7 separate regions of the Mus musculus genome follow, and all the other regions are linked to region 7. A link is a contact called in public HiCAR-type, HiChIP or PLAC-seq, capture Hi-C and promoter capture Hi-C data. All regions are on one chromosome and are shown on one strand. Each heading gives the region's core, a stretch centred on a gene start, on an enhancer-like site or on the middle of the called end of the contact. The rest is flanking DNA. Distances are from core to core; before and after follow the strand shown. Region 1 holds the start of Coprs (coordinator of PRMT5, differentiation stimulator). Region 2 holds the start of Cdc16 (CDC16 cell division cycle 16). Region 3 holds the start of Upf3a (UPF3 regulator of nonsense transcripts homolog A (yeast)). Region 4 holds the start of Tdrp (testis development related protein). Region 5 holds the start of Rasa3 (RAS p21 protein activator 3). Region 6 holds the start of Gas6 (growth arrest specific 6). Region 7 holds the start of Kbtbd11 (kelch repeat and BTB (POZ) domain containing 11).

Region 1 (3,773 bases), core at 695-3,194, 1.1 Mb before region 7:
TCCTTCCAACACAGCCATTCCACAGCGGTCCACGGGAGAAGCAGCCTGAGTTCTACACACTGGAAAGAATACCTAACCCCGCCCCCCCCCCAATGCCAACCAGGTAATTTTGCGGCCTGTTGCCTCAAAGTTCCCCAAACTTTACTCCCCCCAAGGTCTCTCTGCAGTGGAAACAGTAATGTCCAGGGCTTGGATGATCAGGCTGATGTCAGTTGTTGCCCCACCATGCACGTAGGCTGTGACCTTTAGATACTGGAATGGCTGTTCTGATCTGGCAGGGGTCGTATGATGGAGGATATTTATAAAACATCTAACATATGTTGGAGACGTAGCTCAGTTGGTCAAGTGTCTGCCTAGTGTACACAAAGCTACACACTGATTTTTCCAACACTACATAAAACCAGGCATGGTGGGCCACTCTGTAATCTGAGCATTTAGGAGATAGGTGCAGGAGGATCAGAAGTCCTGGCCACAGAGTGAGCCCAGCTCCTGGGCTACATGAGACCCTGTCTCAAAAATATTACAATAAAGCCAACAATAATAACAAAACCACCTGTTAGACTGCAAGAAGTAACACTTCTTTGACTTAAATTGCAATATTTATTTTATTTGTGTATATTTGTGTGTGTGTGAATATACCAGGAGGATCCCCTGGAGAGGGAGTTGCAGAGGGCTGAGACATCTGTTGTGGGTGCTAAGAGCCAAGCCAAACTCTGTAAGACCACCATGGCTGTCTTTCCAGCCTTCATCCTGCATGTAAATAAACTGTACTTAGCACTCACCCTAATTACCGTTCATTATCTAGTCACCCCTGAGCTTTAATGACTCTATCTCCTGTAGTCCGTGATAACCACAGACCACTGCTGCCCCCTATGGTGCTGGACCTCTTACTTGAACCTCACGCCTATCTCCCTACTCCTGCTCACCCTTCCACTTAAAAGCTTCGCGAGCCCTCCACTGCCATCACAGACCAGCAATGCCATTCATATTGACTCTCACGTTCCTTTCTGTAAGAAGCCTGCTCTCCGACCCAAGCTCCAAGGCCATTTGCCTTGCCCTTTCTCATATCCAGACCTTTGCTGGGCCTACCCTCTCACCCAAGAACATCCTTTCCAGATCCGCCCTAACAACATCACTCTCCTATTTTGCAAAAGTGATTTTCTTTGCAAATCTATTGGTACTTGAATAGCAGCTTCAAGTACCATCACTGAGGCTCTGGTAAGCGTTCTATTCATTCATCCAATTAGGATACACCAGGCATAGGTGCGGCTTCTGGGAAACAGGATGTCTACAGTCAAGAAGCTCGCAGTAGGTGGATGCAATACGGGCAGGTCATGGGGAAAGGCTGTATGGCGCGCACTTAAAAACAAGTTTCTGAAAACCCGTGTCACAAGGGGACCATTCGTTTCATCAAATGGGAAAAAGCACGGGTGACATCTGGCGTCCAAGGTCAGCTACACATCCCCACCAATGGCCAGAGGTCCTCAAGGTGAGAAAAAAAAAATCCGTTTCCTCGCAGCTCCCACCTGACCCAGCCCCCTGCGGCTGGAGCGGGCTCAGGGCAGCCGGCTCCGGGAAGCCAGCTCCGCGTTCCCTGCATTCACTCCCGCAGATGCTCCCCAGCAGCCCCAGTGTCCCTCTCCCTTCAGCGCCAGCCACAGCCTAGGGCTCGGGTCCGCGCGCGTTCCCGCGCCCACTGCCGTTACCGGCCAGGCTCTCTGCGTGCACTCGCGCGGCCCCGGCGTTTCCCGGGTGAGCGGCCTCCCGGCAGCGCGTGAACCCCGCGGTTTCCCGCCTGGGTGGTCGCGGATGCCCGCGTCCCCCACCCCGTCGCGCTCACCTCCGCGCTGGGGGCCTCCTGCGAACTCCGCTCGCCCGGGCCCCGACCGGTGGCTGCCTGAGGGTCCATGCCCGGCCGCCCACAGCCAGGCGCCTGGGACGCTCCGGCACGTGACGGCCGACGGGCTGCGGACAAGCCAATCGGCGTGGGGCGGCGCGGCGACCGAGGGGGCGGGGCGGCGCAGGGGCAGCGCCGGACGGCACGCCCACCTGCGTTGTTGTGCGGGACCGCAGGCTCTACAGCTCTTTCTGACCTCTAGTGCTGGTTTCGAGCCTTAGGCCTGATTGGGCACTGAGCCATCCCAGCCACACGGGGCTTTCCTACTGCATTGTGAAATGACACATAGAGCCCACCCGGGTGTCACACAGTCACAGCCGATGGGCTCCATCACTTTTCTCTCTACCCAATCACAGGGTTTTCCAGATTGCAGGCTGCACCCGCACTACAGCATCCCTTAATGAGGGACTTCAGCAACCTGAAATGATCTGAAATGATAACCCAGCAGCCTGGAGACATGCTGCTTTGATTTAATGATCGTCTTTAAAGTCAATCTGCAAGGAACCAGGATAAAGGAGCAAAACAACGTGCCACCACAAAAACAAGGTGGTGTTAGGAACTTAGAGTCAAAAGCCAGTGCTCCAAGTCAGTAATGTGACTTTGTTGAATAATTCTCCGTTTTCCGTTTCTCTTAGGAGTGTCAGAGGCTACAGCTAAAAAGTTTTGCCCACATGACTACTGGAACAGGAGCTGGACAAAGATGATACCAGTAGACATGCTAATTGGCTCACAAAGCCTCAACCCTACACACAGAACTATAGGCAACTAAGGATTGCTGAGAGTGGGAGAGATAGCCTTCCCCAAGGAAGAGTACCGTTGGTTATCCAGTACCCAGTGGTTGGTTATCCAGTATTCAGTGGTTGGTTATTCAGTACCCAATGGTCTGCCCTGGAAGCCCTACACATGCAAGTAACATTGTATAGACTGAGCAGATTGTATTTAGGTACATTCACATACACACACACACACACACACACACACACACACACACACATGCACACATACACATTCACACATTCACACATACACATTCACAGATACACACATTTGTCACACATATACACATACAAATGAGCGTTCACACACAACACATTCGCGCGCGCACATTCACACACGTTCACACATATATTTCTCACACACACATTCACACATACATTTCTCACACATATACACACACATTCACCCATACACATTCACACACGTTCACACACACACACACAAATAGATTTCACACACGCACACACACAAGCGCGCGTTTGACTAACCTGTTCTCAGGAGATACTTGCTTCCCACTGCATGATTGCTATTCCCACAGCAGCTTGGGGAAAGGAATCAGAAATGTTTACTTACCTTCCAATTTTGTTTTGAACAGGAGTCTTGCTAGACAGCCCAAGTTCAATTAGAAATCGAGATCTTCCTGTCTGTTTCAGCTTTCCAAGTGCAGAGATTACACGTGTGAGCCACCACACTCTGACTGAAAGAGAAATCTGCACCGAATGATAACAAGCTTTAAAAATAGCACGCACTGCCATGACTTAGAAACTACAAATCCATCTTCCCAGACAAGACATGCTTATACAACGTACTTGCTCCTTTTTGAGCAACATAATTTTACTGAAAAAAAAAAAGACAAAAAGATGGATAATTGTCCTGTAAACTAAAAAGGATGAAATGTCTTCTTCTACAAGGACAGAAAGCCTATTGCATCTTGTGTAAGCAGACACCCAGGCCAGCGCCTCCATAGCAGTTTAAATGAGGACACATCTGCGAATCAATACAAGAAGTGGAGACTGACAGTTGGTTATTCCCGTCTCAGTCAACATTTAGTGACATTAGCCACCCCTGAATTATGGTGTTTACTTCTCTTCCTGATCTT
Region 2 (4,100 bases), core at 1,567-4,066, 1.3 Mb before region 7:
TTTTATCACAGCAATGGAAGCCCTAACTGAGACATCTCATCAGATTGTTTTGGGTCATGGTGTTTACCACAGCATCAGAAAAGCAAACGAGGGCAGTGCCCAAACATTTTTGGCATTTCTGGCCTCTGGCCAAAACAAACGAGGGCACTTTTGCCTTCCAATCAAGGACCACAGTGTAACTGGTGGTTTTTGAAGTTCCTGCCCTAAAGCGGCCTGATCAGTTTCTATCCCCTTGTTCTTGCCATTACCACTGAAAGGAAAAGAGAAGTTATATTTCCAGCTTGGGGAGCTCATCTTCTTCTTCCTGGAGAAAGTGGTCACTATGGATTTAGACTTTCCAGTGAAAGAAGAGGGAGGAGGTTGGAGAGAAGAGAGGTAAGAAAAGAGACTTATTAGAAGATAGAAATCAGTTCACACCGTGATGGATGCTGCAAGGTCCTGGAGACCCAGGACAACCATGGTAGTTAATCTTGATGTCAACTGGTCTGAACTTAGAATCATCATAGAAACAGATCTCTTCATATGTCTGTGAAAATATTCCCAGAAAGACTTAACTGAAGAGGGAAGACTCATCCTGAATGTGGGTGGAGCCATACTGTATACTGGAGTCTCAGACTGAATCAACAAGGAAAGTACTAGAACTGAGCACTGGCAGTCATTTATCCCTCTGCTTCCTGGCTGCAGACATAAAGTGACAGGCTCCCTCACACCCTAGCCACCATGCCTTCCCTGCCATGACAATGTCCTATCAAAGTGTAAGCTAAAGTATACCATTTCCCCCTTACATTGCTTCTTATCAGGTGATAAAGTGATTAGTGCAAAAGCTAGCGATAATAAGTTCCAGCCAGAGCACAGGCTAGAGCCACAGCAAGGAGACACTGACATCCCGTGCCCAATGGCCAGGTAGAGACTGAGGTTTATCCCAGTTAGTCTTTAACAGGTTGGATGTAGAGGCACATCCATACTGGGAAGGGCCTCTGCTTTACTCTGCTGGTTCAAAATCAATCACATCCAGATACTCCTTCCCAAATAAACTTAAGAGTATTGCTGTGCCAGAGCAATTAAGAGCACGCAGTGGTCCAGTCCTTGAGTATCACAGCCCCTCAGGCAAGAGATAAAGGGATTGCATCATAGCTCAACCTACTCTGATGGATACAACAAGAAACATTCAGGTGTTGTTGACACTGGGCCACAAAGTTTATCCTAGAGAACTGCACAGTTGAGTTACACACAAAACAAACCACATACGAACCTCATAGTGTTTTAAGGAAGTTTATACTATTCCCTTGGGCCACATTTATAGCTCTCCTCTGTCACATGGGACCTACCGCCACAGACTGGAGAACTCTATAAAACATCGCAAAGAACAAGGTGGCTTCCGATGAAGAAAAGCATTTAAAGTATCCTCGTGAGCCAAGCACGTCTCAGAATGAAATATTGTACCTCTCAGCTTGCTTGTAGAAGAGGAGATATATTTGTAATTACACACACAGACAAAGTACAGAAAGGATGCAGAGGAGGATATGCTAGGTAGGATATGTTAGGTAGGATATGCTAGGTAGGATATGTTGTAGTCGCTACATCTGGGAAGACAAAGGAAAAGAGGAACTCCATAGTGTTGTTGTAGGCTTTACAGAGAGATCATGGGAAACTCAAGACAATTCAGGAAAATTCACTGCAGACAGGAGAGGCAGATGGGGCTCCTTAATATTCTGCAAGCATACACTTGTGCTTCGTACTGTCGTAAAGAAACCTGCAATGCATTCTGCAAATAGCTCAACACATACACACTGCTAATCGTTTGTTTGTCCCAAGTGTCTCTCCAGGAACAATGAAGGTCTCGGCAGCCTGGGACGGTGCAAACCCAGCTGCACAGAGCAATAACAGGAAGAAGTGCAGGAGACATACGGAGACACAAACCAGTATAATCTCAGGAGTAAGGCTGACCCTTGACCAGAGGCAGTATTAAACTTTGGAATAATTGCCTTTGTTTGCTCTTTATAAGGTTTTCTTGGCTGGAGATGAGATAAAAAGACGGGGTGTTAGAATGTTAATCCGCTTCTTTCTCAGATAACTAGCTCTCTGAATAACATCTGACTTAAAGATTAAATTCCTGTCTTTGATGTTTACCATCTGTGGTGACAGCACAAATTTCCTTTATAAAACAATTCTATTCGTAAAATGAATGAAAACAGCCGTAAATATGGTCAACTATGCCTTACCACACACCCGCTTCAAGTCAATAAGTACGGTTGGATCACTACCTACAAATGGAGAAGACAGGAAAAGTGTGTGTGTCCTTAAAATATTACCCTGTCATACATATGTGTCATTCACAGAAAAGGATGCAGCCAACTGCTCACAGGGGTGAGAGCAGAACATTTGAGTGGTACCAGTCTCTATACTTTCAAAAGGCTGCACAGTGCACAGAATGGAATTTTAAGAACACAAAATACCCTGTGTGGTGATGGACCTCTTTATTTCCAGCACCCAAGGAGGTGTGTTTGTGTGTGTGTGTGTGTGTGTGTGTGTGTGTGTGTGTGTAGGAGTCTGAAAGTAAGAGGCCAGTCTGGTACCCAGGGACAGCTCTGGACCACCCAGGACTGTAGAGAGAAAAATTCGATCTTAAAAATATCCGGTAGGGAGAAGGGTAGCTATAGAAGCGTCTCTTCCACTCCCGGAAGGCACGGAGTCCCGCTAGATCCCTTTTCCCTCCCGGACAAAGGCGAACAGGTTAGGACTAGGAGCTGGCGCCCAAGATCGCCACGGAACCATTAGAGTGGGCACACACCCGACGGGGGGAACGCTTTTGCACGGGACTTCCGGGGTAGGGCCTGTCGGAGCGGAAGTGCCGTGTGGCGCGCGGGGTCTGGTCCGGGCGGTGGTCGGCGGGCTTGGGTCCCTCGACACCCCGGGGGCGCGCGGAGGCTCGAGAGGGCGTCGGGTGCCTGCCCTGGCCTCGCGGCCATGAACCTGGAGCCGCTGCGCAAACGCGTCCGGCAGTACCTGGACCAGGTGCGCGGCGGGGGGCCGGACGCTGGGCTTCGGGGCGGTGGGGCCCGGCGGGGAGCGCGGCCCCGATGGCTCCGATCCTGCGTGGACTGCGGGAGCAGGGCTGGGCTGGGCTGGGACGGCTGCACTGGGACCTTGGAATCTGGCCGGACCGTAGGACATTTGGGAGGATTTAGTTGTGTTTCTTATTGGACAGAATACTTGGGAAGACAAGCTAGCTGTCTCCAGTTAGGACTGGAAACAATACCCCGTGCTGGATCTTCAGCCTCCGCGCTGCTCTCGAGTGGACAAGCCGGGACTATTCGAGGGAAGGGGTGTCTCTGGGGTCCACGTCATTGTCATGTCATTTGGTTTTTTGCTAAAATGCTTGCTCTCCCGATAAATGGGAAACGGAAGAGATGCTAAGTGAATGAGCCAGAGGTTTGCACTTCGCTGGAAGGCTGCGTGCTAAGGGGCAGTCGGTTTGTGATTATTTTCTTTGGCACTGAGATGTAGAGAGGACAATGTGGGCCTCTTTTTTCACTCTGGGGGCATCTGTTCAGAGCAGATTCTCGGGTCCATAAGACTTTCTCCTGGCTACTCATTGGGCTACCCTGTTCTGACTATATCCTGAGGAACTGAGGCAGAGGCAGTAAGAGCTAGGGATCAGCACTAACCAGGACAGATTCCTGAGTGTCTTTCCGCTGTCAGATTAAGTGTTGTTAGAGTTGACTACAGGGGGCGACATTGCCCATGACCAGTGACTGTTAAGGGTTATGGGTTTAATTGTGAAATATTTGAATCTAGTGCTCTGCTAGATGCTACTTTAGGATTCATTTGAGCTTGTGGGAAGTGTTATTACATAAATGTCAGTATCAGAAGTTCTAGATGACTGCATTTCAATCGCTTATGCACTGTTTTAGATACTAGCTGATACATTTTTGGTAGTGTATGAGTTAAACTGCTATCTTGAATTGTATATATGAAGTTCTTACGGTAATGACGACCTAAAACTCACACTAGCTGAGCTGTAAAATACAGGTGATTGGTGGGCCCCGTGCTACATCTAAGAACGTGTTGTAGTGAGTGGTGGATTTGGTGTGTGGATT
Region 3 (3,929 bases), core at 404-2,903, 1.2 Mb before region 7:
CAATCAGTTCCACTATGTGGGGTACACATTACCAAGTCAGGTTTCCTGCTTGAGATAGCCTTGACTGCATCTGGACTGCAGTGTCTGTGTGCTGACCTTTAGGAAGTATATCCAGAAAATTGCACTTTGATGATGCTGGTCTTATTAATCACAACTGATTCTTCATCCCCAGCTAACCATCATTATTTGTCCCAATAAAGGTAGATTCTTAATCCAAATATCACAAGAACATCCCTGGTATCCCTCTGATACTTCATAATGTCTCTCTTCTTTCAATGGTATCTTTCATGTTTCCACAACTCATTACACTCTGAACACTGACCAAAAGCAACTTGTGGGAGGAAGAGATTTAGTTCCTCTTCTAGCTCTCTGGTCACATCCCTCAGTGAGGGAAATCAGAGAAGAAATTCAAGTAGGAGTTTGGAGGCAAGAACTAGCAGGGCCACAGAGAATGCTTATTGGCTTTATTACAAGCAAGGTCCAACTGCTGTGGGACCCTTTCACGTCCATTAGTCAAGAAACTGTTCCACAGGCCAATCTGATGAAAATAATGCCTCAACTCTTTCCTCTTCACAACCAAGTGACTATTTTGAGTCAAGCTGACATAAACTAACCAGCAGTTTGCCAGACAGGTGAAAGGGTGTTGGGTCAGGCACACAGGAGGACAGTCAATGGCTTTATCTTTAAGGGGGCAAAAGCCAGCCCGAGATAATTTTGGCTCCAAGCTTGTAATGTTCCAACTTTCTTCCATTGTGAAGTTACTATCCATCGACCTTGTACTATCTTAACAACTGGGTATGGGTTGGTTTTTCCTGACAACTCGTCGTCCACATTTTTATCAGCCTCTCACACGTGTGTTTTCTTCCTAATAAAGGTTAAGAGGCTATCAGAACTTCTGGTCAGTGTAACTGGTTATTCCAAACTGAGCTGGTTCAAGTGATGGGCTCAGTCCTAGCTTTCTTTGCAACACGAAATACTGGAAAACCGCTCTTGCCCAGGCTTTTATAGAACTCTCGATGTTTGAGGCCTGTTTGACGCAGACCTAAACGGTTTTGAGTCTTTGGCTTATTTAAAACGTCACATTTCAGGAGTGCCACGATCGATTTCTGAAAATCTCTCATTCTCCTTTACCATTAACGTAGGGAGAATGGTGCTATACATCATTGAGCACATGGGAAAACTGTATTGTTCGTATATCTGCTACAAATAAAATAAAAATAAAAAGCCAGACGCCTTTAATCCCAGGAGGCAGAGGATCTCTGAGCTCCAGGAGAGCCAGGTCTACAGAGTGAGTTCCAGGACAATCAAGGCTACACAAAGCCCTGTCTCAACAGAGAAAACGTGTAGGAGGGAGGCGGAGGGCAGAGTGGGGCGAGGAGAGCGACGGGTTTACTTTCGGTACTGTCCCAGTGACTCCGGGTGGACCGGGGGCTCCCAGTCCCCACCGCAGGTCAGCAGCGCACGGGACGTCCGGAGTGAGCATCTGCTCTCCGCGTGGCTGGCAGCACCGATCTCCTTCACCGTCGCCGCCGTTCTAGGACGTCCGCTGTCTTTTAAAAACTGCCGCGCTGCCCCCTACAGGCGCGGGCCAGCATTGGCACCGCCCCTTCCCTGTCAGGGCCGGGGAGGGGACACTGAACACCGAATTCCAAGGGAGGGGCTGCCTAGTCCTCGCGAGGCTTCGTTCTCGCGGAGGTGGCGGCGGCCGGCCGGCCGGTGGGGATGCGCTCGGAAGAGGGGGCCGGAGGCTTAGGCGCAGCCCTGGCTGCGCGGGGCCCGAGCTGGAGGGAGAAACTATCGAGCTCAGAGACCCACTGCCGCCGCGAGTCACCGCGGAAGGAGTCGGCGGCGCCTCCGGCCCCGACCCTAAGTGAGAGCGGGGCCGGCAAGCCTCGCGAGGAGAAGAGGACAGCCCTGAGCAAGGTGGGGGCGGGGCCCGCAAGTCTCGCGAGAGGACGGCTTCTAAGCCCCCCGGTGGGCGGGGCTTGGGGAGGGCGGGGCGGGTTGTTCATCTCAGGGGCGGAGCCTAGTCTCCGAAGTGATGCGGGCTGTTGCGAGCAGTCTGGACTAGGATTAGCGAGTCGGGGTGGAGCTGGGGAGCCGCGGTCCCCCGAGCTCCGGGGAACCTCAGGCTGAGTGGGCGTGGCGGGCGGCAGCACCTGAGTGAACGCAATGGTCATCCCAGGTGGTCCTCCGGCGTCTGCCCCCGGGCCTCACCAAAGAGCAGCTGGAAGAGCAACTGCGCCCCCTGCCGGCGCACGATTACTTCGAGGTGGTGGCTGCGGACCTCAGGTGAGGGCTGCTGCGGGACACCCACTGGTGAAGGATGGAGGACCCCGCGGGCGCTCGCAGTTGCAGTCCCCTCCCAGCTGTCAGTGCACGCCCACGTTAGGAGCGGGCAAGTCACCTCGTCAGCCCGTTACCATGCCTTCCTCGGCGTAGCTTTTAATAAACTGTATGATGAGCAAAACCGGACTGCATCCCTTACACACGTTGAGTCTGGAGTGTTTTCCCTAGTGAGGGACCAGTAACTGAGCCCTGAGAAGTGGAATCTCTCATTGCTTGCACCACCACCCAGCCAGAAGGTTCCCTGCCTGTGGGGATGCGAGCAACGCAGGGCTGACCTAAGCAGCAGATGTCAGTGCCACAGGAATTCGTGGGTTTTCCACGATACTTATTTTTATATCCTTTTATGGTATTCTTTCTCATTTGTGTCATATACGCTTTCCTTTGGGATACCAATTTTGTTTTGTTATTTTTTTTAAAGTCTATTCTAATAAAAATATGAATAATTAAATGGGTATCCTTTGAAAAACCACAGGTGGTTTTCAGGTGGCTGAAGTTTAGAAAAATGGCTAAAAGAACAGTGTGCAATTACTCGGTGTGCAATTCCGGTCCCAGCTTGTAACTTGCACCCTCTGTACGAACAACAGATTTCTCTAAACTTCTGTATTCTTTGTGAAATGGAATGGAATCGTTCCTACCTGTGAAAAGAGTTGTGTGTGAGACGGGGAGAATGATTTAGTTTTTCCTTGGTACGTGGTCTGACACCCATTCAAAATACAGCATGTCATCCATGAAGGAGCCTAGACAAGTCTCGTTCTTGTTCAGATGTACCAGAAATGGCTCTAAAAGTACCCATGGCATGGTGACTTCTGGAGTCTAGTATTTTACCCTTGGCTCTGTACAGAAGAGGCGGTCCTGGATAATTAAGGCTTCAGTTAATGGTTGCTTTATCTTCGGGGTGTTTTGTTTTGTTTTGTTTTTTTGCTAAGGAATATCCAAATTGTTAAAATTTACTGAGACGTGATTCTCGGGCATGAAAAAGTATTTGCTTATTCATAGGAGATAAGGCAGAATCAAGGGCCGTCCGTTTTACTAACCACTGTTGCCTCGGTTTCAGCCTTTATCCTCATGTCTACTCCAGAGCATACATTAATTTTAGGAACCCTGATGACATCCTGCTGTTCAGAGACCGTTTTGACGGCTATATCTTCATTGGCAATAAAGGTCAGTGAGTTTCAGTTAACTTCTCACAGCTAAAATAAGGTCATAAACTCTTACTGTCACGTCATGTGCTGACGGAGCTTATAAACTAAAGCATCCCAGACCTTCCATGAGATAAGAACGGGAGGGATCGTGACCTTGCTGGGGAGTAAGTTCTCACAGGCTCCTTTTCCCAATAAATGAACCTTGTGTTCCAAAACTAAGTTATCTTACGATGTTTGATGAAAGTTTTCTGGGCTATATCATACACTTATATTTAGGCCAGGGATCCAGAGCACTGGCCATGATTGCCATTTCTTGAAAGCGTGGTGGAGGGGCGTATGGTCATGAATATCAGGCATGGAGCCTGTGGCGCAGTCTCCCCTTCAGGGACTCTGCTCCTGAACTTTCTGGATCCGTTTCTTACGTTCCTCCTTCCCCGT
Region 4 (4,262 bases), core at 1,063-3,562, 1.0 Mb before region 7:
AAAGTAGACACTAGAATTTATTAAAAAACATTATCTCCCCTTTTGGGATGGCTGGAATAAATAGTCCTTACAAGCCTCACTGAATCTCATGTTATGTTTATTACATATTTATATTAAGTTATATTTATGTTTTTAATGCAAACAGATGTTTCATTTTTAATCTTTTATTGTCTATTTCAATTATGTTTGTTTTTTAACATTTCCTGCATGTAAACAATGAAACGCAGTAATATCACCCACCCATCTCCCCCTAACTCACCTGTAACTCCCCAACACGCTCTCTTCCCAACTTTATGTTCATATTTTTATTAACTCACTAAAGTCCAATTAGTGCTACCCTCAAGACATTTATTCTCAACAACAAAAACAAAAACAAAAGCCAATACTCTAAAGCAATGCAGAGAAATTTGTTCTCCTGAAGGCAGTGGTGGAAAGAGGATCTCAGTGGGAATGGTGGGAACCTGGGGGGGTGGGCGGGAGGCGGCTGTGCACGGACAGGTGCTTGTTCTGCAAACCTGACAACCGGATCTTGATTTCAGACGCAGGGCAGTGGGTCTGTACTCCCAGAACTCCACTGGGACCGGAGCTGGGGGTGGGAACCGGTAAAAACAAGGAGACCCTGCTCACCGACGTGGAAACAAACACTTGCCTGCACTCACCGGTCATACACACATGTACGTACACACATGCACATGCACACACACACACACACACACACACAAATGCACTCCATGACAGCCCAGCAGTCACATTGTCTTACTTAAATGATCTGAAATTCTACAGAAGGCCCACCCTGCCTATTTACAGGAACTTCAGCATCAGCTATCCAAGCTTGGAAGGAGGTGACATGATATTCTGAAGGTAATCAGTGCCAAAAAGAAACTTACTATCGAACCATGAAAAGACAGGTGAAGCAAACTTAAACACATATTGCTGGCTAGAAGATGATTTAAAAAATATCTAGAGACCACAGACAAATGCTCATTACTGCCTTCTAAGAGTTGCCGTCTAGCTACAAAACCTTGAAGGCTGGAAAAATGAAAGCTAGGTAAGTTCTAGGGACACAAAAAGGTGACTTCTCAAATGTAAATTCAGATACAAACCATACCTAAAAGCTTACACTCATCAGCTGGAATGTCTGCGTGCTGGCAGCGAGCTTTATCAAATTCCCGAGAAATGTCTTACAATGAAACTTCATTCCTAACAGACGTTCTTTTGCTCCAACTAGGGAAGAAGCAATCTCGGGACTACTTCCAAGTTTCAAAAGAAAGATTTGCAACAGCCACAGTTTTCACACTATGCTTAAAAAAATAAATAAATAACTTTATGCTTAAAAATTGGCGTACTTTGTGACCTAAATTTCCTAGCACATGAAAGGGAATGAAAAGTGTCCCGAGAAGGTGGGTGGGGAAGCCTCACACAGATCCACCTGGGATCCTGTTAATTAAAAAATTCTACACATTCCAAGCGTATCTCTATACTTGTCGGGCCAAAGCTTTTTCTGTATAAAGGTCTCTGATCTCTTCTTCCGGGAGAGGGGGCGAGACGGGATCAAAGGCTTAAAAAAAGGAAATACGTGTTGTGCAAATAAATATCCAGCACACTTTATATTCGCTATAGTCACCAAAAGAAAAGGGAAAGGAAAAAACAAAAACAAAAACACCAAGCTTTTAAGTCTGAGCGAACCGCCGTCCCCGGCACCATGATTCAGGACTTCTCTGTTTCTCCAACTCCGGAATAGAAATACCTGGCCTGGAAGCGGTCACCCCGCGTCCCCGGTGTCTCAAGCCGAACCCCAAAGCCCTTGTGGCAGCAGAGCGAAGGGCAGCGCCGCCGGCCAGTGCGGAAAGTGCCCGGGGTACGCGTCCCCGCGGTACCCCACACATGCTGGCTCTGGGGCCCACGACCTGTAGGACCCGGCCACTCATCAGAGGGGTCCTCCGGGGCAGTCACCTCGCAGCCCCGAGAAGCGTCGGGTCCCTGCCAAGTCCGCACCCGGCACGCGACCCCATGCACCTGCGCTCGGCCTCCAGAGCACCCCGCGGCCCGCACCTGCGCCCCTACGCGTGCCCTCACCGACGCCGGGGCGGCTGCTGATGCTGGCGGTGCCCCTCGCAGCACATCCTCTTCCTCGGGGGGCTCGTCCAGAAGCACTCGACTTCGGCTCAGCTTCCACATCTCCGGTGCTCGACCGCTCCGCGCAGCTTGGCTCCGGGACTGAAGGAGGACACCCGGCCCGCCGCGGCGCTGGGACAGTGCGGAGGACTGGGCGGGGAGGGGCGGTCAGCTGCGGGCGGCCGTCCCCGGCCCGCCCCCAGGCCCGCCCCCAGACCCTCCTCCAGCCTTCAGGTTCCTCAGGTCCCCTGCCTCCCTGGTCCTCCCCCACCCTGACACTCAGCCCGCGGGTCCCCTACTTCTCCAGGACCGCTCCAACCTCCCTAAGTAGGCCCCCCAGGGAATCAGCGGGCCGAGTGCTTTACCAAGGGGCCAAGAACACTGACGCACCAAAACCACGTGACATTTCACACCGGCCGCCCCTCAACTCCCGGCCCTTCACTCACCCAGCCCGATGGGCGTGGTCCATCCTGGATCACCAAGGCAACGCCGAGGTGGGGCCGCGCTTTACGCATGCTCGCCCAGTTGGTGCTACGGGGGCCGAGGGCGGGGCTTCGGTGACCGCAGGCTGAGGGTTAGTGGTCTATGCTGATCCTAAAAGGTCCATTAGTGGATATGGACCACCGGAGAGGGGGGCACCTGCAAGGGAGGAGGGTGTTAGGGAAAGAGAAGGGTTCCTGCATAGACTACGGTCACTTTGCGCTGCTGTGAGGCCTGCATCGATAGAGTGATGGACACAGAATCAACCAGAGTCCAGGGAAGGTTCCCAGGGCCCAGAAGAGACTAGGTAGGTGGGTTGGCAGTGCCAGTTGGACCTGGGGCCTCGACTTCCCTTTGTAGTCTCAGGGTGACACTCAGACTAATGCAGCCTGAGTTCAGATCTCCAGCCACCAAAAAAAAAAAAAAAAAAATCTGGGCATGTGGGCATGGTGACATAAGGGGGTGGGCAGAAGACAGTGTGCACTCAGTGTGGCCAATCAGTGAGCTCTGGCCTAAGACGTCTTATCTTTGAAAATAAAGTGGAAAGTGGTAAAGACAGCAACTTGACTTCTGGCCTTCCCAAATACTCACTCTGTCCAACACTGTACACACATAACAGGTAAATAAAACTGTCCACAATTGTATGCTTTTGTGAGAAGTGCTGTAGGTAAACTCCGAAATGCCTTGTTCATGTTCTTCAAGTGCATAAGAACGTTTAAGGATGTAAACACAGTGAGAACCTTCTCCAGCCAGCTCAGACCCGCCTGGCCTGTCTGGGAGTTATGAACAGGTAGCCGCAGGGTACTTGCGAATACAGCAAGCAAAGGCTTCACAACACCGTGGTTTACAGGTGCAGCACAGGCCTCCTCTAAGGCTGCATCCTGCCAGGATCGGATGCTCATAGTAAGTTAAACTAAACTGAAATTCCCAGATGACTCAGAAGGCCAGGCCTGTTACCCCACATGCTAAATTCTAGACCGCTTTGAAATGGCACTAAAGACTTTGTGTGGAAGACCTCAGTTGTTAGGAAGGGAGACGGGTAAGTAGAGATGGTGGCTCTGTAAAGGACATCTCTCAGGTCCCGGGGACGCGATGCGGGTCACTGATTCCATCATCTCTGAGGCATGATATTGTCAGAGTTTGTAAGAGAATTATACAGTCTGGCTTCATTAAAAAAAAGAAAACAAAACAGTCTTTACACATGCAAATTCATTTGGGGATCCAGAAAGATCTTGCCTAACCATCCTTTCCTGAACAGCCACTTGGAGGAAGCTGTAGATTTTAAGCTAATTTGGCCTTTATTGAATAAAATAGAATTTATTGATGTAGAAATTCTTTGTTTGTTTGTTTTGTGAGACAGGGTTTCTCTGTGTAGCCCTGGCTGTCCTGGAACTCACTTTGTAGACCAGGCTGGCCTCGAACTCAGAAATCCACCTGCCTCTGCCTCCCAAGTGCTGGGATTAAAGGCATTCACCACCACCACCTGGCTAGAAATTCTTTTTTTGCATGTCAACTGTGTCACCTCACTCTGAGTTCAAAATGCTCAAGGCCCAACTTACTGAGATATTAGTGGATTGATACAACACAGTTCTTGTCGAAGGAGAGGAAAGATTTCCTCTGAGGTGTGGCTCAGGACAGATTCAGGTTGGCTTGACAGACAAGTCTCA
Region 5 (4,285 bases), core at 738-3,237, 1.3 Mb before region 7:
TTCCCTGCATACTCCATCCAGAGAGGGCAGGATCTATCTGCAGAGCTACTATGTTCCCTGCATACGCCATCCGGAGAGCACAGGGCCACCCCTCTTGAGCAGCCCTGCAGGTAAATACTCTTGAGAAAAAAAATGATGAGGAAAGATAAGGCAGAGACGCCTCTACCCAACCTCACTCACTGCCACCATCCCCCTATGCAGTCAGAGGCAATGAAGGCTCCAATCATACCCTTATTCAACGTCTAGCAACGGAGGAGGGACCTTCTGACTTGTCCCCTCTGCTGCTCCCCTAGTGAAGACCCGATTCCGGCAGACAGACTGAAGTCTTTCCTTCCCTCCTGTCTTATTTACTATGTCATTCTGGAAAAGAAATCCTCTTTGTTTGAATGGAACTAAAACCTTTCCCTGTGTGCACAGTAGCCGATGCTAGGATTGAAGCAAGCACACTGTACTGAAAGGGAAAGAAAGTCTTGGACCCTTCTCACCAACTGACCTGATTCTGCCCCAGCAGTATTCCACAGCAACCTCCCCAGATCCTTGAGCAAAAGGGCACAGCACCCCTGGAGCCTGGTGGACTCACTTGGTCAGAGGATCTGGCTGAAGGAAACTGAAGCTGGCCACCCTCACACAAGTAGTCTTTGCCCACAGAGGACAGAAAGCAGCCCCTTTCCTCAGATGGAAACTGACAGCAATTCCAGGCATAAGAGCAAGAGAAATCCCTCCCGTGCCCTCTGCTCCAGCCCAAACACCACATGCTCTCCGCAGCGCTTCTGAACCAAAGATCAAACTGTCTCGGGCGATGATTCAAAAGCAAAATAAAGCGGACAGGAAGCAACACGCTGATTGCGAGTAGCTGGCATTCTTCAGACAGCATCGAATGTCATCAACAACTGACACCAGGCTGTGACTGTTGCCACCCACTAGGGGCCTTTTCACATGGGAACAGGCCAGTAATGTGGGGCGCAGTTCAGAGGGAAAAGACTACAGGGACGGTGCACTAGGACCCAGAATTCCTTCCAAGAAAATTGGCCCCTGCCCAGTGTGTTAATGACTTGATGTGTAACGGTCACTTCAGAAAACCACTGTAAGGAAGTAGACTCACACGTCACTCACAAGATAAAAAACAACTGGGAAAAACGAAATCTCCAGGTTAAAAAAAAAAAAATCAGGAAGTCCTCTCCAGGTCTCTCCAGTTCCACTTCACTCCCCGTTCCTAGCGTTGCTGCCGAAGTCCCGACCAGCCCAGAGCAGCCTGAATGCCAGGCCTGCCGGCCACAGCTCCCACGGCCAGTTCTCAATGAAAGGAGGGGGAGGTGCTGGTGGCTCCATCACCAGGCCTGCAGCGCGCAGACACCACACACACACACACACACACACACACACACACACGGTCGCGCGCGTGCACGGCCTCGAAGCCTGCAGCAGCCGAAAAGGTGAAGGGGCGCCCCCTCCTTGGGAAATAAGTTCCTGCGCACAACTGTGGAGAGGACACCAGGAGACTGACATCAGTAGACCCGATCCCTGAAGTGGGAGCACCCAGACGGATCCGCGCGTGCTCGTGCATGTAAAGTCAGGCGCCTGGGATCTGGAGCGGTGCTGCGCACACGGACACACGCAGGCAACCACGCGCGCTCACTCCCACAAACAGACGCCCCCTGATACAGGTCCCTCCTCCCCCGCAATGCCACGGAGAACCGGGCAGTCTAGGCGGAGAAACACGAGGAGCCGGTCCAGCCCGGCCGGATACCAAGAACAGGGGTCTGGGGAGTTGCCCACGCCACCGCGGTCCTCACCAATCTTGATCCTCACGCTCTGGAAGACCCGCAGTCCCTCTTCCTCCACCGCCATGCTGCTTGTCGACCTCGCCAACGCGCGAGGGCCCGGCAGCGCGGCCGCAGAAGGGGGACAAGACAGGGGAAGAAGCCGGCAGACGGAGCCGAGCTGCGGATGCCCCCAGAGCCCCGCGCGCTGCGGTCCGCGCTCTGACCGGGTGCACCGCCTCGCGCCCTTCCATTGGCAGAGCTCGGGGGCGGGGCTGCGGGCGCCTTCCTTCGCCAGAGCCCCGATCTTCATTGGCTAAGGCTCTGCATGGGGTGGGGTAGTACGACTCCGCCTACTGTCAAACACTGCATTCCATTGGTCGGGTCTGTAAGGAGGCGGAGGCGGACTCTAAGGCGGGATCGGAAGGGACTTGCCTTGGAGTGCCCCTGAAGCGGTCCCTCTTCACAGCCCTCGCTGGTCCGGTCTCTCTGGACCTGGGACAAAGAGAGATCGTGAGTATTGATCTGTGTTTTGACCGCCAGGTCCCGTAAGACCGACTCGCACTTAAAATCTAAAAAGCTATATTCAAACAAAAGGTATGAAAGGAAAAGATTTCCTCTAGCCCCAGCTTCAGCGACTGAGAAAAGTGACACCTGCCGATCGCTCTGGAGAAATCAGAAGGTGATATGCTGTCAAAGTGAGGGCAAGTGGACCCTGTGCCCAGCAAGCAGTCCCTGCTTACCCTGTGGTGTGCTTGGGCAGCCTCAACGCGGCCCTTGAATTTAGCATTCCAGAACCTTCAAACCTGGTGCTTACTGGCAATTTGATTGGTATGCAACTTTAGAATTGTTGTATCTCTACAACGATACTGTGAGGTCCTATCCCCGATCCCTCCACTAAGTTTTTCCTGCAGCTGGCATAACTCCCAGCTTTCCTAGAGGGCCAAGAGCTCTAGTCCCTCGTTCCTTATAGTAGTCACAGAAGTGTCTCCCAGAGGCCCTGGTGGGTGGGGAGTGGCGGTAGAGATAGCCTCTGCAGTGGGTTTGAAGGAGGCCTGCCTTTCGGTAGGACTGAAAACGGAAGTGGCATCGCTTGAGGAGTCAGGAGGCTAGGTCATTGATACACCAACTGAAAGGTGTGACACAAAAATCCCTTGGTGCTATACGGTAGCTCTCTCACCAGCAGCCAAAGAGCAGAAATACAGTGTATAGGCAGGACACCCAGGAAGGTGCTGGAACTCCAGAGAAGCTGATTTGGAACCCTCCAGAAGCTGCTGTGCCATAGACAGGCTCTGACTGGGAAGAGAGGGAGCCGCTCTGGGTTAACACATCTAAAACCCTGAATCTCCGGCTCAGGAACTCAGCTTAGTGGTAGAGAACTTGGGTAGGAGGCACATGACTGGACAGGGATGGGGGTGGTGGTGGGGAAGGACACAAAATCACCAAAAGACTGCTTTAGCTGGGCTGCTGTACTGTGATAAAGCACCATGACCAAAAACAACTTGGAAACCATAAATAAATAAATAAATAAATAAATAAATAAGATGGGGAGGGGAGAGGTGGTGATCTCAGTGCAGGAGACAGAGACTGGCAGATCTCTGGATTCAAGACCAGCCAGATCTGCAGAGTAAGTTTGAAGACAGCCAGAAGTACACAGAGAAACCCTGTAGTAGACCCTTCTCCAACAAAAGGACTTGGGGAGGAATTGGTTTATTTTCCTCAGAGTTCATCATCAAGTCAAGGCAGGAACCTGGATGCAAGGACTGACAGAAGCAGAAGCCACTGGAGAGCGCTACTTATTGCCTTGTCTGTTGGCTTGTGCAGCCTTCTTTCTTACCCACTCCAGACCACCTGACCAAGACTGGCACTTCCCACAGGGACAGATGCCCGTAGAAGGACTAGACGAGCTAACCCTGAGCTGCCGCAGAGCTAGGCCCTGACAAAAGCGAGGACAGGGGCAGAAAGGGGACCAGGAGCTGACAGGAAAGCTGGTAACCATCAGCATCAAAGAGGATGTGGTAGCATCATGGCCACCAGGACAGGAGAGCCAGGAGAGAGACAGACACTCCCAGGAGAAGGCTTCCCCTGGATTAATTAATAAAACCAAAGGCAATCAGTCAGAGTGAGCAGCTTCCACACTGACGGCCTGCTACCGAAGATGAAGCTGAATTCTGAGGAGGACACCCGGGAGGTGCCTGCTCCACACAGGTGCACGCTAGACCGCTCAAGGGCATCCCAAGGGCAGGCAGCTGATTAGCAGAGGGTTTCACTTAGATCTTTCCAGGATGGCTAGGGCTTGCAGTCCCAAGGTCATTTTGCTCCAAATGCAATGCAGACTTGTAAAGCTAAAAAACCAACTGAGCCCTTCATAGGACTGGCTCACAGTAGTCTAACTCATACTCAGCTTCATGAAGGCACTATTGTGTTGAATATGAAGTTTGTGTAGGCAAATTTAGTAGACATCCGAACACCCATACAAGCCTTGAGCCTGTAGGCTAAGAGCTATCCCTGTTGGGAAGGCCAGT
Region 6 (4,147 bases), core at 1,016-3,515, 1.5 Mb before region 7:
AAGAAAAGCAGTTCCCTGTCCAGGCAGTCAGGAGGGCCAGCTTGGGCCTGTCTGCCCTGGCAGGCAGGCTGCAGAGGGGCGGGACTCCACCGCTGGGTGGTGGCCTTGCTGCTCTCTCTCAACTCTTGTCACCACAAGCCCTGTCCACACTGAATGGCAGGAAGCTTCATGGGAGGGTGGAGTTGTAACACACAGAACCAGTCACCTAAGCCCACAGCCCAGGTGACCAAGGACTGGGACTTACCCTAGAATGCCGATGGCAGAACTCATTGGGTCGAGAGCAATCATCAAAACAGAGAAGCAGCAGCAAGGGTAGAAAAAGATCAGCCATCTGCCCCATCCTGCTGTAGATGCCTGGGGCAGCACCATGGTGAGGGGAGGGTGGGAGGTGGGGTGGGGGAGGGGGGAGCAGGGGTGGGGCACAGCTTGTCACCTGATCTTGGCTTCCACACTGGGTAACAGTGCCAAAGCAGCTATGGTGACACTCAACAGCTGTAGCACCGCTATCAGGAAAGCAGCTTTGACAGGGATTGTCCAGTCAGCCGATTAGACACAAGTCAAAGCAAAGGCCCCAATGGCTCACACAGCGCCATCCTAACATCATGTGATCCTTACTTCACCCCAGAAGAATTCTTTGAAGGGAAAATGCCAGCGGAACCCAACATTGTGAAACCATACCGATTTGGCAGGTGTTGGGGGGGGGAGTGGGGGGGGGGCTCTGCATCACTACGGAGACCCGTGGGCCAGTCCAGATCTCAATCAACCTCACGCATGCCCTACGCTGGGGTGTGTTCCCCTCATGAATCCACTCAGCCCCCACGCGCACCTTCTGGGGAGAGTCCTGTGCATACATAGGCTGCTGGCTGCAGTTGGCTGTACGCCTGCTCCATTCCCCAAGGACATTATTAATAGAAGTTTGTCCTGGGCCAGCACAGCCCTTGCAGAGGCAGGTGCCGGCCCTCTTCCTCACGTTGCTCCCCACCCGCCCGTATGCATGTTCTTAGCACAATTCCAGCCATCGTATTTTTGGACCTGCTGCAGCAAGCAATTCCAGCTTTGAGATCTTTCAATTCCTCTTTCAGGAAAACCCTGGGTCCCTCCGGAGGAAGACCAAAGAGGAGCCCCACCCCTCACCTCCAATCCAATAAAGGGACTGGCAGTCTTAGGAAGCCTTTGAGTTTCAAATCACTGCGGATTTTTCCCACGGGTACTTTCTTTTCGAGGGTAGGGGAAGATTTAGTTTCAGAGTCTACTGAAGGGATCTCAGTGGAGCCCACTCAAGGATACGCTTTCTACTCCTGAAGAGGAGAGGACTTGTGGGTCAACTGAGAAACTTGGGCTCAAGAATGGAGAAGTGCAAGGGGGTGCGAAGAAGGCTCAGTGTCTAAGAGTTCTGGGGTGCACGTGGTGGTGCGGTCCACACAAGGATCCTTACATCTCCAGAAAGGATGTTTGGGATTCGACAGTCCCCGGGTCTCCTGGACCCTCACAGGGTGGGAGTCGGAACTTGCGGCCCCCAAAAGTATGGGTTCTGGGACGCCCAGGACCCACCCCGCGACCCCTGGCGCACGCTCACCGTCTCGGGGTCGTTCTCGAACACCTCTCTGGCCTCCTCTTTGCTGCACACCTCCTCCACGCACTCCCGTTCCAGGTGGCCCTGCTTGGCCTCCTCGAAGACTTGGTAGGCGCGGCGCTGCCTGGGCCGCAGAAACTGCGCCGCCTCACGCGCCCGCAACAGCACAGCTGCAGAAAGAAGGGTGTACGGTCAACCTACACCCACTCGGGGCTGGAATGTAGGGGGTCTGGGATGCTGGGGATCGTAATGCCTGTGTGTCTGGGATGCTCCGGGTCCGTGATGCCTAGAGCTCAGAGGTCCGGGGACAGGATGCCAGGGTGTCTGGGGTACCCGGCACCAGGATGCTGCGCCGGGGTACAGGCCTGGAGCCCCACACCACGGGGTAGTGGGTTTGGGGGACCCCTGCGGTACTCACTGTGAGAAGACTCGGAAGCCAGCAGGAGCAGCAGAAGCGCAGTGCCCAGGGCGGCGGCGGGCCCGGGCGGTGGCGGCATGGCGAGGCCGGTGCCGGGGAGCCTAGCAGCCGGGAGCGTGCGGTCAGAGCACCCGGGAGGCTGAAGCGAGGCGCGGACGCCGCGAGACACGGGCTCCGGTCATCCTGGCTAAGCGACGGTGAAGGTCACATCCCTGCGGCGGCAGCGCCGCACCCGGCGCTCGCTGCGGTTCTGGGCCGTGAAGGAGGCAGCGGGTGAGGGCGGGGCTTAGGGCGGGTGGGGGTGGGGCCTAGTGTGAGTAGGGCGGGGCCTTTGGGGGCGGGGCCGAGCTGGGTGAGGCAAGGCAGGCTGACTGGTTCGACTCCAGTATCCTCAAAATTTCACTGCTAGAATGCGGTAAAATGAAAGGAGAATTGTATCTGGGCATCTGCCCAGGTACAATTTGACCGTTTTCTATCCTCCTCTGCAGACATCGTTTTCGGAATCTTCATTCTTGGGCACATTTTCTAAAGAGATGCAACATCCACTAAGGAAACAATAACTGTGGCCACACCCAGTGGCGTGGAGGTCCACGGTGCAAGATGTTATTCCCTCTGAAATCTGATTTCCACACCACAGGCTGAAAGCAGCATTGTGTATTTTCCAGTACCAAAGCTTTCTGGCTCTTGTCTCAGGGCACTTTGCAAGGTCATAGATGCACACACACACACACACACACACACACACACACACACCTTGCAGACCAATCACAGAATGCAGATATGCAGCAGCCTGCCAAAACCCAATAGGGTAGATGTTCCTGAGACATCCTTACCTCAGCATTTTGATAGAAAAGGATAAGGAGTCACCCTCCCCCTCTTTTCTGGGTGAATGCAACCCAGATTCTTGGGAGCACACAAGGTCAATACTGGTGGAATTCTTCTTTAAGGTCATCCGTTTGAAGGTGGGGCTAACAAATATCTTAATTTCAGAGAAATGACTGCCATGGGAATCATCTTGAAAGGGAATTAAAAATTGGATAAGCTGTGCCTGCTTCCAGACCAGAATCACGGCACTCCCAGGAAACCAAGCCAAGAACTTCAGAAGCCAGAGAGCACCCCGAATTTCCTAAGGCTGCCCCAGGCCTACAGACACCATGTGCTTGGAATGAATATTTGCCGTATTAATTTTCTGCTCTTTCTTAAGAAGGAACACTGTTTTCAAAAGTGGTGTTGGTTATTCACGAACACTCATTCCAAGCCAAGTAGAGGTCCGCCATTTCTGAAGGTTCTGAGGAACGGGCATGGGTGGAGGTCAGGTGGTTTGCATGTCTGCAGTTGCTGCTGCCTGTACACCTGTGGAAGGTTGGAGGAAAGATGATTTGATTTTTCTAGTTACTTGAATCCCTTCCTCCCCCCTCCCCCCATGAGAGACAGCTTCTCTGGCTTCTATGGTGTGGTCGTGACTCAGACAACCAGGACCCAGCACCACCTCAGCTCGATGGAGTTATCCAGATCTTTTGGCTTCCTTTAGCCTTGACCTCAGTCTCCCCTACATTCCCAGTGCATTCTTTCTGCTGGGCATCCCAGTAAAGATGCCTCACATTATACAGACCGTTGGTTTAATGAAGAGAGAGCATCCTCCTGGATTTGGCTTAGAAAACAGAGCAAAGAGGAAGCAAATGTGGAGGGAAGTGGAAGGCTGGATGGAGGGCACTCAACCGAGTCATCAACACAAACAAACAACAAACAAAACAAATGAAACAAACAAACAAACAAACAAACAATTCCCTTTCCAAGGCAGCCATGGGAAACCTGTAAGAAACGACCCGGGTAAATATTTCACATTTGAAGTGCCCTGCAATGGAAATGGTGAGGCTCAGCCCCACAGGGCAGGAGGTTGGAGCCATCTGGGGTGTTGCGAATGATCTGGCTACAGAAAGGAAAGCTGGTTGCTTCTCTTGTCAGGAATAAGCTCAGGTGGGCTGTGGAGATTGGGTGGAAGCATTGTGTCTGGATGGAACCAGTTCTGCACAGTCCCCAAGGCCACTTCTCTGTGCAATACACTTGAACTGAGATTGCTCTTGTTCTTCTTTAAAATGAGTTGTCCTGGAAACAAACCAACATTCAGTTTGGTTTCTGTTTGGGGTTCGATAGCC
Region 7 (3,847 bases), core at 435-2,934:
TATGACCTACAGGCAGGCAACCTTCCTTTTATACTTCACAAGGCTGCGTGCAGGAAAGATCAACCATAAAGGCACAGACGGAGAGAGCTGAGAGCTCTCAGGGCAATGGTAGAATCGGGGGAACGCCCTCCCTGGAGAAAGATGGCTCCACTACCCACTGCACAGCATACATCCTTCCATCTGACTTGGGTACTGTCAGGGAGACAGGTTGAGCATCTTGTCCCTGTCAGGTTTGAGAGGGATGACTGCATTCAGGGTGTCGTCTGCGTGCTGCTGCTGGCTCTCTCCCAGCCTGTTGCTCTGACCTGGACCTGGTCGGTTTTACCCAGCACTAAGGGTGTGAAAGGCTCAGTCAGTGCCACACCTGTTCACACCTGTCTCTGGGAGATAGCCACGGTGATGCATCTCAAGTCTGCAGTACGGTCCGGTTCTTCCTGAGGCAGGAGGATTCGATGGCACACTCCCTCCGCGATTACAGTCCTGGTCAGTTTCAGGACCTCATGAAGCATGAAGAATTTCCAACTAATTACCACACCTCTGGCAAATTTCAATGACGTCACTGAAATAGAGTCTATAAATGTGTAAGTGGGGAAACACATGGCAGGTAACCCCCAAACACCCCCTCTACGAGACACCAGAAGGTTATTTTTAATTACTTCCTTTACTTTTTTTTTTTCATCCTTTCAGAAAATTTCCATGAACAGCCTACTTAGTGTATAGCTTTGTAAAAATCCCTGTTGGAATGGGGTTGGGGTAGGTCTGTAAATGGTACCCAGCCCAGTGTGGGAGCTGGTCCACCCAGCATCCAGAGCCAGGATGATGGAGGCTGGGCACGTGGAGAAAGCCCTGAGGCCGCATCCTGGTCACCTTTCTGCCTTTTCTCCACCCACGTGTAAATGGAGACACACTAAGAGACCTTGAGAGTTACCTATTTGAGGACAAACTGAAATTAACATAATGAAAATGAAAATGATCTCAGCCTGTTTCTATTGTAACCAACAGGAACGGAAGGAAGGAGTCATTCCAGCAGTTTGCAGCTTTCTGCCCTGGTTGATGCCTGGCTACTGAACAAGAAGCGTTTTTACAGCTTTGGTGTTGAACTCAGAAAGGCTGGTGGTATAAATTGGCCAAGAATATCAAAGCAGAGTAGAGAGCAAATGTTCACATCCTCTGTTCACAGAAATCTGGCCATCGGTAATTTGCATAAAGCTGTTAAAAGAAGCATTTATCCCAGGATCAACCCTGATTTGACACACACTCCTTATGTTACCCGAGGCTGCCCACACAAGAGGAGAAGGCCAGTCTAGACACCAAGAAATGTCCACCAACTGGTTGGTCAGCTTCACTATACAGAACTTTCTTAAGATTCTAGACTCTATCAGGATGTGGGCAACAGATTTTTAATTACTATGTGTGGGATCGCTTCTTACAGATGCTCAGCGGGACCCAGGATGTAATGCTGGAGGTCAAACAGCCAAGAGCGCCCTAGGTAGGGCAAAGCTCGCGGCAGACACCTGTTCCTGGTGCTTTTTGGGGTTGGGAAGGGCTCAACAGGTCATGCCCGCGGGGTGCAGCAGCGGGGTCTCTTTACTGGAGGTGCTCTGTGCGCCACGGTGCTGCTGTCAAGGCTGGAGGCTACCAAGAGCGAGCTCCCAGCTTCTGCTCACTTGGTCTGGAATGGGTTAAGTGCGGAGGCGCAGGAGCTGTTGCGGGCAGGCGCCGGGCACCGCGCACACTAGATCCACGGAGGGCTAGCTCAGCTGCAGCCTCTGCCGGAAGACCCCCAAGCCGTAGGTGGCAGGCGGGGACAGCGAGGTGCACGCGCGCCCCGGCCGTGGGCGGCCTCCCAGCTCGCGCTCCCTCCAAGTGCAGGGCATACTCAGTCGCTGCCAACCCGGAGGTTGGCACGCGTGCGGAGGAGCCCGGCGCGTTCCCGGCATCGGGAAAGCGCACAGAATCGCAGCGCTCGCACAGGTGCGTGGAAGGTTCGCTCGCCCCGGGGGCGCTCACACAGGTGCGCGTGAATGGTCGCGTGCGCATGCGCGTCACACACCCCACGCCCCCCGGCCAGGCTGCGCGTCCTGGGCTCGGGTGGGTTTGCAGGGGTGGAGGGAGAGCGGCGAGCTGCGAGCGGTGAGGTAGGGGCCCGGGCGCGGCCTGCGGGACTCCTGGAGGATGGAGGGCCTTGTGGGTGGTAGGCAGGGACGCTGCTCTTGGAGGGAAGTGGGGACTGGGGGTTCGGAGGACCGGATTGATCCAAGAAAAAAAGCACCGGGCGTGGCGTGGGAGGACGACAGGCGACAGTGAGTCGCCTGCACGGGCCCCTCCCTGGCATGGGTCTGGCCGCTCCCCTCCTGCTGCCTGTGACACTGGGTTCTTTATGGGGGGGGGGGTGCAGCTCAGGGACTGGGCGCTAGCTAGCTCGGAAAGTGGACATGATTTGGCGGACCCGGACGGGGACCCCCTAGGCAGACTCTTGACGCCACGGGTAGTCTGCGGGACGCGTGGGCCACGCACAGCTACAGTATTCGTTCGGGGAGCCTCGGCTCGTAGAGCCAGACAGTGGGTCAGGGATGCCTGGTGGCCTGCGCGGGTACGTGCCTGACAGCACGGTGGGGAGGGGATGGAAGGAGGAAAGCGCGCTGCATTTAAATTAGGATTGAGTGCGCGGTTCGCCTTCATCCTGGGAAGAGGCTGGGAGTGGAGCCCAAGCCTTCCTGGAACCTTGCCAGCCCCGCTGTGCGGCTGGGACAACCCCTTCCAGGGCAGCCAACCCCCTCCAGGGCGGTGGGGGCAGGTCCTGCCGAGTTCCTCTCGGTTGGCCCTCTGCACCTGTAGCATTAGACCGGAGAGTTTTCACTCCAACATTATTTAGCTTTCCTAAAGAAGCACTTCTTTCCCCAGCCTGCTACAGTCTAGTCCAGGGATAGAAAGAATGAGCTCTTTTCCCTCCTCTAGCTCCACTCGGGAGCTTATCTTGAAGTTCCCAGCATCTTTCAACACCGAGTGACTAGTCCTTGGTTCCCCGTGGGTTCCCAGCACCCTACTCCTAACCACTGAATTACTCAGTCTCTAATTAGTAACCCTCACCGCTGTCAATGGCGCCCTTAAGCCTTTCATCCTAAGGGTTCCTATTATTAGACCCCCACCCCCACCCCAAGCCCTGCCAGGCAGAAAGGAGCTTTCCTGGGTACCGGGTACCCGGAGTTGCTGGGAAAAAACCGCGTCCCCACACTGACTGACTAGGCGCTCCAACGCTCCCTTCCGGTGTAACTCGGCTAAGGTCCTGATGAGATAAAAAGAATTCAGAGCTTTTCATATCAACTACTAGAAATGGCTCATCATATCATTAGAAAAATACAGAGGAAAGATACTTAAAATGTTTTGTTTACCGTCTGTAAGGTCGTCTCTGGTTTACGAGTTGGGAGAGAGCATTAAATGTGCTTTTCTGTACGAGCCCTTCCCAGCTACACCAGTTTGGGGGCCATTACGCCCTATGTCTAGATCGGTGGGTCACAGGCTGGGTCACATCATCACTTTGTTCTCCCGCGCGGGTGGTGGTCTCTAGTGGGGTATGTTCAGTACAGTCCCAGCATGAACAAAGACTGTCTCTCTCCTTGCAATGCCTTTTGCCAGCACTCCATCTAGGCTCATATTTCAGATGTTTCCTAAACACCATGGCATAGATTACTGTGTAATAACAGCTCGGTGCAAATCTGGATCCACTTAGGCAGTTGCACTGATTCTCTGGACCGCCCTGCATTGAGGCTGTGGTCAGAACAGACTGTGTCAGCTGAGAGTCGGGACTGCCTGGAGCAGAGCAGGCTGCCTCCAGTGGAAACCAGCC

The links. Promoter capture Hi-C pulls out the DNA fragments that hold promoters and counts their contacts. HiCAR-type assays count read pairs that join an accessible place to other places. HiChIP or PLAC-seq counts read pairs in DNA pulled down with a chosen protein or histone mark. Capture Hi-C pulls out chosen DNA fragments and counts their contacts.
Region 1: a contact with region 7 is called in a HiCAR-type map of astrocytes, with 4 times the contacts expected there. The contact joins the promoter of Coprs here to the promoter of Kbtbd11 in region 7. A contact is called at or near these places in 6 of 39 promoter capture datasets (the 3T3-L1 cell line, cranial neural crest, embryonic stem cells and 3 more), 3 of 115 datasets of contacts at active chromatin or transcription factors (astrocytes, embryonic hindbrain and pancreatic cancer cells) and 1 of 9 other capture datasets (macrophages).
Region 2: an H3K4me3 HiChIP or PLAC-seq map of pro-B cells shows a contact between it and region 7, with 7 times the contacts expected there. The contact joins the promoter of Cdc16 here to the promoter of Kbtbd11 in region 7. A contact is called at or near these places in 2 of 39 promoter capture datasets (hippocampal neurons and liver) and 4 of 115 datasets of contacts at active chromatin or transcription factors (T-cell acute lymphoblastic leukemia, embryonic forebrain, pancreatic cancer cells and 1 more).
Region 3: a contact with region 7 is called in a promoter capture Hi-C map of 3T3-L1-derived adipocytes, with 4 times the contacts expected there. The contact joins the promoter of Upf3a here to the promoter of Kbtbd11 in region 7. A contact is called at or near these places in 4 of 39 promoter capture datasets (the 3T3-L1 cell line, 3T3-L1-derived adipocytes, pre-B cells and 1 more), 2 of 115 datasets of contacts at active chromatin or transcription factors (double positive thymocytes and large pre-B cells) and 1 of 9 other capture datasets (embryonic stem cells).
Region 4: a capture Hi-C map of embryonic stem cells shows a contact between it and region 7, with 5 times the contacts expected there. The contact joins the promoter of Tdrp here to the promoter of Kbtbd11 in region 7. A contact is called at or near these places in 1 of 39 promoter capture datasets (embryonic stem cells), 1 of 15 datasets of contacts at CTCF or cohesin (the NIH/3T3 cell line), 1 of 484 Hi-C or Micro-C datasets (CD8 T cells), 2 of 115 datasets of contacts at active chromatin or transcription factors (astrocytes and embryonic forebrain) and 1 of 9 other capture datasets (embryonic stem cells).
Region 5: a capture Hi-C map of embryonic stem cells shows a contact between it and region 7, with 3 times the contacts expected there. The contact joins the promoter of Rasa3 here to the promoter of Kbtbd11 in region 7. A contact is called at or near these places in 1 of 39 promoter capture datasets (pre-B cells), 3 of 484 Hi-C or Micro-C datasets (B cells, CD4 T cells and cerebellum), 4 of 115 datasets of contacts at active chromatin or transcription factors (double positive thymocytes, large pre-B cells, pro-B cells and 1 more) and 2 of 9 other capture datasets (embryonic stem cells and liver).
Region 6: a promoter capture Hi-C map of stem cell-derived epiblast-like cells shows a contact between it and region 7, with 2.4 times the contacts expected there. The contact joins the promoter of Gas6 here to the promoter of Kbtbd11 in region 7. A contact is called at or near these places in 1 of 39 promoter capture datasets (stem cell-derived epiblast-like cells) and 1 of 115 datasets of contacts at active chromatin or transcription factors (embryonic stem cells).

What each region holds. Positions count from the first base shown.
Region 1 is chr8:13,888,327-13,892,099 of GRCm38.p6, forward strand. Coprs (coordinator of PRMT5, differentiation stimulator) reads right to left here and starts at 1,945. Exons shown (of 4, transcript NM_025556.3): 1 at 1,841-1,945. The coding sequence starts at 1,909.
Region 2 is chr8:13,754,840-13,758,939 of GRCm38.p6, forward strand. Cdc16 (CDC16 cell division cycle 16) reads left to right here and starts at 2,817. Exons shown (of 18, transcript NM_027276.3): 1 at 2,817-3,015. The coding sequence starts at 2,968. All of the region lies in intron 1 of Gm46032 (a long non-coding RNA gene), which reads right to left.
Region 3 is chr8:13,783,962-13,787,890 of GRCm38.p6, forward strand. Upf3a (UPF3 regulator of nonsense transcripts homolog A (yeast)) reads left to right here and starts at 1,654. Exons shown (of 9, transcript NM_025924.2): 1 at 1,654-1,923; 2 at 2,186-2,292; 3 at 3,404-3,510. The coding sequence starts at 1,723. Gm46032 (a long non-coding RNA gene) reads right to left here and starts at 1,095. Exons shown (of 2, transcript XR_001778519.2): 1 at 1-1,095.
Region 4 is chr8:13,972,465-13,976,726 of GRCm38.p6, forward strand. It overlaps Tdrp (testis development related protein), which reads right to left and starts at 2,313. Exons shown (of 3, transcript NM_173744.4): 1 at 2,077-2,313. The coding sequence starts at 2,178.
Region 5 is chr8:13,675,600-13,679,884 of GRCm38.p6, forward strand. It overlaps Rasa3 (RAS p21 protein activator 3), which reads right to left and starts at 1,988. Exons shown (of 24, transcript NM_009025.2): 1 at 1,794-1,988. The coding sequence starts at 1,848.
Region 6 is chr8:13,492,270-13,496,416 of GRCm38.p6, forward strand. Gas6 (growth arrest specific 6) reads right to left here and starts at 2,266. Exons shown (of 15, transcript NM_019521.2): 1 at 1,992-2,266; 2 at 1,577-1,743. The coding sequence starts at 2,070. It also overlaps a transcript of Tmem255b not described here.
Region 7 is chr8:15,009,341-15,013,187 of GRCm38.p6, forward strand. Kbtbd11 (kelch repeat and BTB (POZ) domain containing 11) reads left to right here and starts at 1,685. Exons shown (of 2, transcript NM_029116.2): 1 at 1,685-1,974. It overlaps 5830468F06Rik (a long non-coding RNA gene), which reads right to left. Exons shown (of 2, transcript XR_003947516.1): 2 at 1,391-3,847.